Regions from separate parts of the Mus musculus genome. Here region 2 is linked to region 1. The links are chromatin contacts, called in public Hi-C maps. All regions are on one chromosome and are shown on one strand. The core of a region is the stretch at or near the end of the contact, and the rest is flanking DNA. Distances in the headings are between cores, read along the strand shown. Region 1 overlaps Gm31284 (a long non-coding RNA gene). Region 2 overlaps Fah (fumarylacetoacetate hydrolase).

Region 1 (4,012 bases), core at 540-3,039:
AAAAGAAAACTCGGAGTAAATGATTGGATTGATGTGTAAATAAATAAATAAATAAATAAAACTGTGGAAAAAAAGAAGATTGGAGTTACTACCTTGGCCTGCTTTCCTATTACAGCCTAAAGATTGAGGCTTGTTTTCTTGTCCTTGGCCAATGTCAGATTCCTGCCTAGAGGCATTCCATAGATCTCTCCTCAAAGCATTCCATAAAGAATACGTCTACTATATTTATAAACAGCCCTTCTATGGGAGAGAAGTATATGTGACTAGATCACATGTTTGTTCTTTTGAGTTTCCTCCTACTTCAACACAGATAATCGAATAGTGTGCTGTAGCCAGTGTTTTAAAATGTTAAAACATAAAGCTTTAATTTGTATATTAAGAGTATATATATATATATATATAGAGAGAGAGAGAGAGAGAGAGCGTCCTCAGAGTTTACAATTGCTTAAAGTTGTTCATCCCTCAGATACTATGAATTTGCAATTTTGCAATTGTTTATGCATATACAACTCATAAGAACACAAAAATAACTGGCCATATAACCTTGTTCTTTACATCATCAAAATAGTAATGGCTTAAGATAATACTTTAGTATTTAAAAAAATGTACATGTCAAATTGTAAAAATTTGTTCTCAATGTCTTCAGTTTCTACCTGTTTCCACATAATGGTGTTAATTTTTGAGGACTTATACTTAATTATTGCAAATGGATACTCTTATTTCTGATTAAATAAATAATTAATTAAATAAAAAAAAAGAAGACAACATCTATTTTGCAAGTCTCTTGGGGCATTCACAGGCTTAGTAATTGTTTGGCTTGGTTTTGCTTTTTTTTTTTTGTTTTTGTTTTTGTTTTTTTCCAATCTCATCAATTTAAATGGATTTGGAAATGATAGACCCTAGTTATTGCCATAGGCATTGAACTTTTCCACTCTCTTATTTATCCATTGCATTTATGATTTTCAGTCTTCTTTGTGAAACAAGAAAGAATAATCAGCTGCTTTGAATTTGTTGCCTGTTTCACGTGACATCAAAGCATGGTGCACTTAGCTCCTTGCCTGCAGCTTCTACATCTGGGGATGGAACCAAAAGCACAGAAAATTCATTTTGTTTTGTTTTGTTTTGTTTTTTTAAAACAATCTGTAGTTTTAGTGTAAAAATTATTTTTATTTCCTCAACACAACATGACAACTACGTAAACAGCCTTCACATCACATTTACAATTATAATTAGAGATAATGCATGTGGAAGATGCATGCAAATTCTAGGCACCATTTTATACAAGGAACTTGAACAGCTTCAGATTTTGGGGCGGGAGGGGTGTGTCCATTACAATCATTCCCAGTGGATTCTGAGAGATGACCATGTTCAGCAAATGTATTATTTTCTTGCAATTTCTGATCTTGTTTAAAGATGTCTCTTTAGGCTCATGTACCTAAGTGGTGAACAACATCAGGAACAGCTGAGACCAAACACGATAGCTACTGCTATACTACAAAATACACTGAAGCTCTGAGCAACAGCAGGAATGAGCTCGCAGCTTTAGTGGGGCTCAGAGGACCTGTGTTTCAGAGCTCTCAAGCCACCATCCAGTCAGTAGATGGGGCTTCAGTCACCTTGAGACTGACTAGGAAGAGCTTGCTTCCCAGCTCATGTGGTTGTTGGTAGGTACTAGCTCTTGACAACAGGCTATCTCCAGGCCTGCCAGCTGGGCTTCTCTATAGTGTAGCTCAACGCCAGCTGCTAGCTTCATCAGAGCAGTAAGAACTGGGGGCAGTGCCAGCCCGAGAGAGGGGAGTCACATTGAAAGCAGCCTCACAGTGTTGTGCTCCAGTCTCTAGCAGCCAGACATGAGGTCTAAGCCACACTGTGGAGATTGTTTTCTGAGGAAGTGAAAACTCACAGGTAGGAAGCAATTGTGATCATCTTCAAGAACTGCCAGCTGGTGTGAAAGAGAACATGTATTTCATTCTGGAAATAAAACAGCAACTTTGTCCTAGAGTAGACATTCATGTTCTGGTTCCTTTTTTGTTCTAATTTTAAACTTTAATTGAATCTGTTCTTTTTTAATGGAAAGTTGGGAGACAAATATGTACAAGTAATATTTTTCACTGTGTATTAATGAATATACCTTTAATAACCAAGATCCACCTTCAGACTGAGGGAACTATTCAATTAAAAGTTCCTGGTTTTCAAACCACATCAGTTCAAGCAGAAATTAACTTTCAGATGCACAAGTGCACAACAGGGTGTATCTCATCTGCTACACATGGGTCTTTATAATCTGATTAAGCCACTCATGGATTAGTGAGCAGAGAGTCCAGAGCCTGCTCCCTCTCCATTCACTATGCAGAGGTTGTTTGATGTGCTCTTTAAAGCCAATTCATTGGCTTTTTATATTTTCATTTTGAAAAGAAAGGCTTTATAAAGTCTTTTTTGCAAACCACATCAAAATAAAAACTCTGCTTAGCAACAGGCATGGAAATATGGGGATTTACCAAACCCCAAAGACTTGAAAGTCCTTTACATCAGTATTTTCTTGGGAATTAAATGTCTATTCAAACACAAAACTCAGATGGAAAGGGTATCCATTAACCATGCATTTACAATTTTATTTAGCGGTGCAAATTTCTGTTTGCTAGCTAGAGTTCACAAGGGTGGAGTTTTGTTTAGAAGCTTCAAAGAAAAGTAAGCAGAGAAAAGTTTTGTGTATGTGTAAGGGGAAATATTTATATTTGGGATGGGTTTTGCAACACTAGACAGGAAAATAGGAAATTCATGAAACATATGGTGAGAGACAGTTAATCTTTGAAAAGGCTGTCTTTGGTCACGGGAACCAATTACGCCACTCCCATTCATGTCAAGAAGATATTTATTCACATAATTAAGCTTGCAGTATAGACACTGAATAAGCACAAGAATGTCATATTTATTCCAGATTAAAGAATCATAATCTAAAAAGGCATGTTAGAGTGTTTCTTTGTGTAAGTGCTGTATGTGGGTCTTCATGAGTGTGCAAATGTGCATGCATGTGTGTGAGTGTGCATGCATCTGTGTGACTATGCATGGGGTGTGTGTGTGTGTGTGTGTGTGTGTGCTCGTGAATGTTCCTAGGGGCTGAAAGTTACAATGTCCTTTCCTCTACTGCTCTCCACCCTGCGTGAGACTGTATCTCACTGAACCTGGTACTGACCAGTTGCCCAGTTAGCTCTAGTGATGTGTCTGCCTCCTGCCCTCCAGAGCTAGGACTACAGAGGCATTTATCTTCACCTGGCTTTTTTTTTTTTATGTGGGTGCTGAAGATCTCAACTCAAGTCCCCATGCCGCGAGATTACCCTCCGAGCCACTGTGGCTTACTGTGGCTTTCTTTTTCATTTCTTATAAATGGAATTATTTAACCCAGGTCTTTGTTGTCAGGCTTCTTCCACCAGCATACTCACTGGGAGTTATGGCCATGTTGTTGTATGTGTCCTAGATTTGCTCCTTGTTTGCTGCCGAATCACTATTTACAGTATGAATGCGCAAACCTTGCTCACCCGTCATCTGTTGAAAACGTGTGTTTGCTGGTTTGGGTTATAAATTAATAGAGGTGGAGTGCACATTTGTTTAACAGGCATGTGCTTCCATTGCTCTTGGGTGAAGATTTCACTGTGGTGTAGGGAGGATGACCAGAAAGGGCACCTGTAACTTTTTTCTTTTTACTAAACTACCAAGAGTCCATTTTGTGAAGAGAGTATGTCATTCTACACTTGCACCAGCAGTGGGCGCTAAGCCCCACATCCTGAAAGTGCTACCATCTACCAATAGCACCACCTTGGGGCCTTAAAGGAGCATTTATCCAAATGCCAACTGGCTGGTTCCTTTTTAATTCAGCGAGACTCAGAAGTGGAGGAATTGATGAGAGAGATGTGATTATCTGTCTGCCTGTCTTTCTATCGGAAAATGTGTGTGAGGTATTTTTTTAATCCATAAATAAGAGCGAAGTCCTGTTGTTTCCCAGGACAGATGCAAA
Region 2 (4,213 bases), core at 649-3,148, 150 kb before region 1:
ACAAGTGTTAGAAAAGCCTCATTCATACCTAAGTTGTAGCTGTTGTTGGGGAATACAGTGTTGTTGAGCCAACACTATGTCAGCTATCTTTAACAGAAAGAGGTAAAATATGGTGAGTGTTGTAGCCAGAGACTATGAAAACCCAGCTTGTTGCATCTTGTGGGAGCACCGGTCCACCTTTTTTCTGTCACATTCATGGTGATTTTATACAATGTCACATGAACAGCAAGCATCAAGGCCCGGTGGCAGGGCCTCTATCACTTTAGAAAGACCCACACTAAGGCTCCACTCTTTATTTAAATTAAGCACTTTATTTTGAGAGTGCTGAAGACTCATATGTAGTTGTGAGAAATGAGGTGGAGATCCCCTGAATTTGAAAGAGATGGGGTCCTTCATGCCTCGGTGCCCTCAGCTCTCTCTCTCTCTCTCTCTCTCTCTCCCTCTCTCTCTCTCTCTCTCTCTCTCTCTCTGTGTGTGTGTGTGTGTGTGTGTGTGTGTGTGTGTGTATCTTGAAGATTTTGCACTGTTTAAACCCTATCTCAAGGACAAATAAAACAGTGACCCTAGCCATGAACGTAGATGATTCTGTACTGCTCAAGGAATTCCTTCTCCCCCGCACTTAGTTTCCCTTAGACATGATTGCTAGATGTTCTCTTGGTCCATGGCTATTGGACAGATGCCATTCCTTTTGGGATAGGTAGGGCTGTGAAGTCAACTTGTCAATCCTCCTGGAATGAGCACCCCTGATGTTTTCATTCTTTACAAGTGTCATATACTGTCAGATGTGAGGGTATGGAGCCTGGAATACAGAGGAAGAATCAGAAAGGCCTGGGGTGCCCTGGGGCTAGGGGGGAAAGGGCTCATGTGAGTAGACTTCCCACCTTAGAGACCCAGGGAAGTAATGCCAGGTCCTCAGGCAGCCCTAGTCCCTGGTTGAACTTTGAAAATATTTTCCCTTTGCTCTGTAAGCCACAGTGACCCAGAGCATCGGGTCATCTAGATTCTTACCAACTTTCTCCATGGCAGGCTTTCTTCGTAGGCCCTGGGAACAGATTCGGAGAGCCAATCCCCATTTCCAAAGCCCATGAACACATTTTCGGGATGGTCCTCATGAACGACTGGAGCGGTAATGCCTGGTGGCCCAGCTTCCTCTGATGTTCTGTTCTTAGGGGCACACACAGGAGTTGGGTATGGGACAGGAGGCCTAAGTACTACAGGGGTGATACCATGCAGACTTCTGACTCTGTGGGTGTGGGGCAGTCACAGCTTCCCTGAGTAGCTTTCTCATAAGTGGAAGGATGGAGCTGACAGAACCTAAAGCTTTATCAAGCCCTACACACTCCACTCACTGTTGCCAGCACCATCAGCTGCTGATGAAGAGCTGTACATGGAGGGATTTTAGTCAGTGGCTGAATTGAGCCTTACTATTCATCAGCCCAGCATCTGAGTCCCAGCTCTACACCCTGATACCATGTGTAAGAGGAAGTGGGTCCAGAAATCTCAGGAGAGGGCCTTCCCCCATTCAGGCCCTTGGTAGGGACTGTCCTGTCATCCTTCATTGTTCCCTAGCACAGCACCTCCAAGGACCTCTGTCTTCATACTGAATACCTTTCTGTTTGTTCCCTGGGAGATCTGGTTGGCCAGAGCCATGTAGAGAGGTCCATGTAGGTCAAGGACAGGAAGCAGCTTGGAGTGAGTCTGTAAGCCACGGTGAGACCTAAGCTTGCTGTCTTTTCATAGCACGAGACATCCAGCAATGGGAGTACGTCCCACTTGGGCCATTCCTGGGGAAAAGCTTTGGAACCACAATCTCCCCGTGGGTGGTGCCTATGGATGCCCTCATGCCCTTTGTGGTGCCAAACCCAAAGCAGGTAAGCACCCTTCTGCTGAAAACTCTGCTCTAAGTTCCGGCTTCCGCCCTTTCCTGTTGCCCTCTGATACTGAGACATGGTGATGCTTGGTGGATCCTGCATTTTGTTTTGTGCAATGGCTCCCTCTAGAGTCTAATTTGCAGAATGCATTTTGGAATAGAGGCTATAAGGGAAAAGGTGTGTGTGTGTGTGTGTGTGTGTGTGTGTGTGTGTGTGTGTGTGTGTCCAACAGGGTTCCCAGTGCAATATCCCACCCCTTCATTACAGTCACCCAGCTCTTATGGCCAATGCCTTGAAGGCCCTAACTTCTCTCAAACACGGCTCTGGTAAATGACCTATCTGGTCCTCCCACATCTCTGGGTCTAAATCTCCAGAGGGCTCTGCTCTGCTCCTGGCTCCCTGCCTTCCCTCCCCACACTCTCCCTGGCATTGTCTCACCAGCTGTGTACTGCTGCACTTTCTCCCTCACCCATCCATGTCATTTTATGCATGAACACTCTTGGGACTTTCCCCTGCAAATTGGTTCTTCATAAAAGTCCCTGCAGTTCCATTCTGTCTCCTTGGATCTTCCCCAACACTTCCCACCACAGCACCCACGTCTCCCCTCTGGTGGTCTCCCTCCTCTTTGTCTCTGTCCCTCCACTGTCCTTCTCATCTTCTGGCCACCCAGGACCTGTTGGGCTCCTGCTTTAATGGTCCCCATCCTCCTTCACAGTCCTTCGCCCAGCTCTATCTTCACAGAGATGATTGGATGCTGACTGCCTCCATCCTTCCCAAGGACTGTTTAAGTACAGCTGTCACCATTCCTGCCCCTTCCCAACGAATCAGCAGGGTTTTCTCTAAAGTAGTTTCTAATTTAACCCTTAGTACACTGGGAAGGAGCTGTACTCCCCACAAGCATCACTGGTCACACTGTCACCATTAAAAACGCATAGTCGTTCAGACTACCCAGAGTTATCTTATGTCCTGCTAAATGATTTTTGTGTTGTATTTTGGAACAACACTGTTTGTTCAATGTGCAGCACTCTGCCTGGACATCAATGGCCTTCCCAGCTGTTCCAGCACCAAAGATGGCTGCCAGCTTCACTGCTGCCAGGGACTCTGCCTTCCAGGGCATCCACCTTGCCCTCACTATTGTCCTAGCTTTTCCTTACAGGTTCTGTGGCCAATCTCTGACCTCTCATTGTCCCCCTCCCAAGTCTATCCTCCCTCAGCTTCCTGAAGCATTGTTACTTCCTGTGATCTCTAACCTATTTCTCTGTACATTCACCCATCAGCTTATTTTCTCAAGTGTGGCATGTGTGACCTTCTGACCAAGGGCAGTGTACAGGACTTCTCCAGTTCACATCTGTCACTGCTGCCATATGTCACACTCTGTATTGGAGAGCAGAGGCTGCTGGGAACTCAGCCCCCACTGACAGCTACAGCTTTGATGTGCTCTTGCCTTTTAGGACCCCAAGCCCTTGCCATATCTCTGCCACAGCCAGCCCTACACATTTGATATCAACCTGTCTGTCTCTTTGAAAGGTATGTGATGGGTGAGTGGTATTGCCTAGGCTCAGCAGGCAGGCACAGCCAGGCTCCATTGCCCCAGCGGATCCTGAGCATTGCTGGGTGGAACTAGAGGCACCTGTTCCAGCCTGGAGGCTGTGTGGGGCTCTTGTAAAGAAAGAAGAGTGTGAGGGCCATCCTCCAGTTGGGATGCATTGTCCTACAGGGGAGGCCTTGTCCTCCACCCTGTGTTGGACTCTGCAACCTTCTAGCCAGCGTCTACCTCTATCACTGCCACCTACCTTACACTGTAACCCAGATATGTGGTACATTTCTTTAAACACCTGTTTAAAAGCCTGATCTCACGGGCTCATGAGAATGAGAAGTAGGGCTTGATCGTGAGCCATATCCTGGGCAGACTAGGGAGCCATGTTGATGGCCTACCTCCACTGAGCTAGTCTGCAACTAAGCTGTGGTGTGAGGGGCTGGCTTTACAGGCCAAGCTGTGATGTGAGGGGCCTACTACGCAGGCCGTGGTGAAGGTCTCAGCTCTACTCTTGTCCAGCTTTGGAGCTTGGGCAAGTACCAAACAATACCTTAGTTTGTCATCTGTGAAACAGGGAAACTACAGCTTTGGTTTTATAGATGATGGTGATGATTAAGGAAACTGATCCTGAACAGAACCTGTAACTAGGAAGGGGCAGGTGTCATGTTCATGAGAGAGCTGGAAGCAGTTTTCTTCCTGGTCAGCAGGACTAAATCTGTATAAGTATTACTTCTCAATTTCTGACAGGAGAAGGAATGAGCCAGGCGGCTACCATCTGCAGGTCTAACTTTAAGGTGAGTTTGGA

What was found. Hi-C and Micro-C count contacts between places; a contact is called where the count stands out from the background.
Region 2: a contact with region 1 is called in a Hi-C map of cortical neurons, with 4 times the contacts expected there. The contact joins two enhancer-like sites. A contact is called at or near these places in 2 of 39 promoter capture datasets (both in the 3T3-L1 cell line), 1 of 15 datasets of contacts at CTCF or cohesin (the NIH/3T3 cell line), 30 of 484 Hi-C or Micro-C datasets (the 3T3-L1 cell line, 3T3-L1-derived adipocytes, the C2C12 cell line and 22 more), 1 of 115 datasets of contacts at active chromatin or transcription factors (stem cell-derived neural progenitor cells) and 1 of 9 other capture datasets (embryonic stem cells).

The regions. Positions count from the first base shown.
Region 1 is chr7:84,447,033-84,451,044 of GRCm38.p6, reverse strand. The region is part of intron 1 of Gm31284 (a long non-coding RNA gene); the gene reads right to left. Among named protein-coding and RNA genes, the nearest start is that of Gm31284, 19 kb to the right of the region's middle. Within about 2 kb of position 1,789, at least 32 of the 459 cell types and tissues checked have an H3K27ac peak or open chromatin away from gene starts, as enhancers often do.
Region 2 is chr7:84,592,371-84,596,583 of GRCm38.p6, reverse strand. It overlaps Fah (fumarylacetoacetate hydrolase), which reads left to right. Exons shown (of 14, transcript NM_010176.4): 8 at 1,027-1,126; 9 at 1,741-1,871; 10 at 3,323-3,398; 11 at 4,156-4,202. Among named protein-coding and RNA genes, the nearest start is that of Fah, 11 kb to the left of the region's middle. Within about 2 kb of position 1,898, at least 69 of the 459 cell types and tissues checked have an H3K27ac peak or open chromatin away from gene starts, as enhancers often do.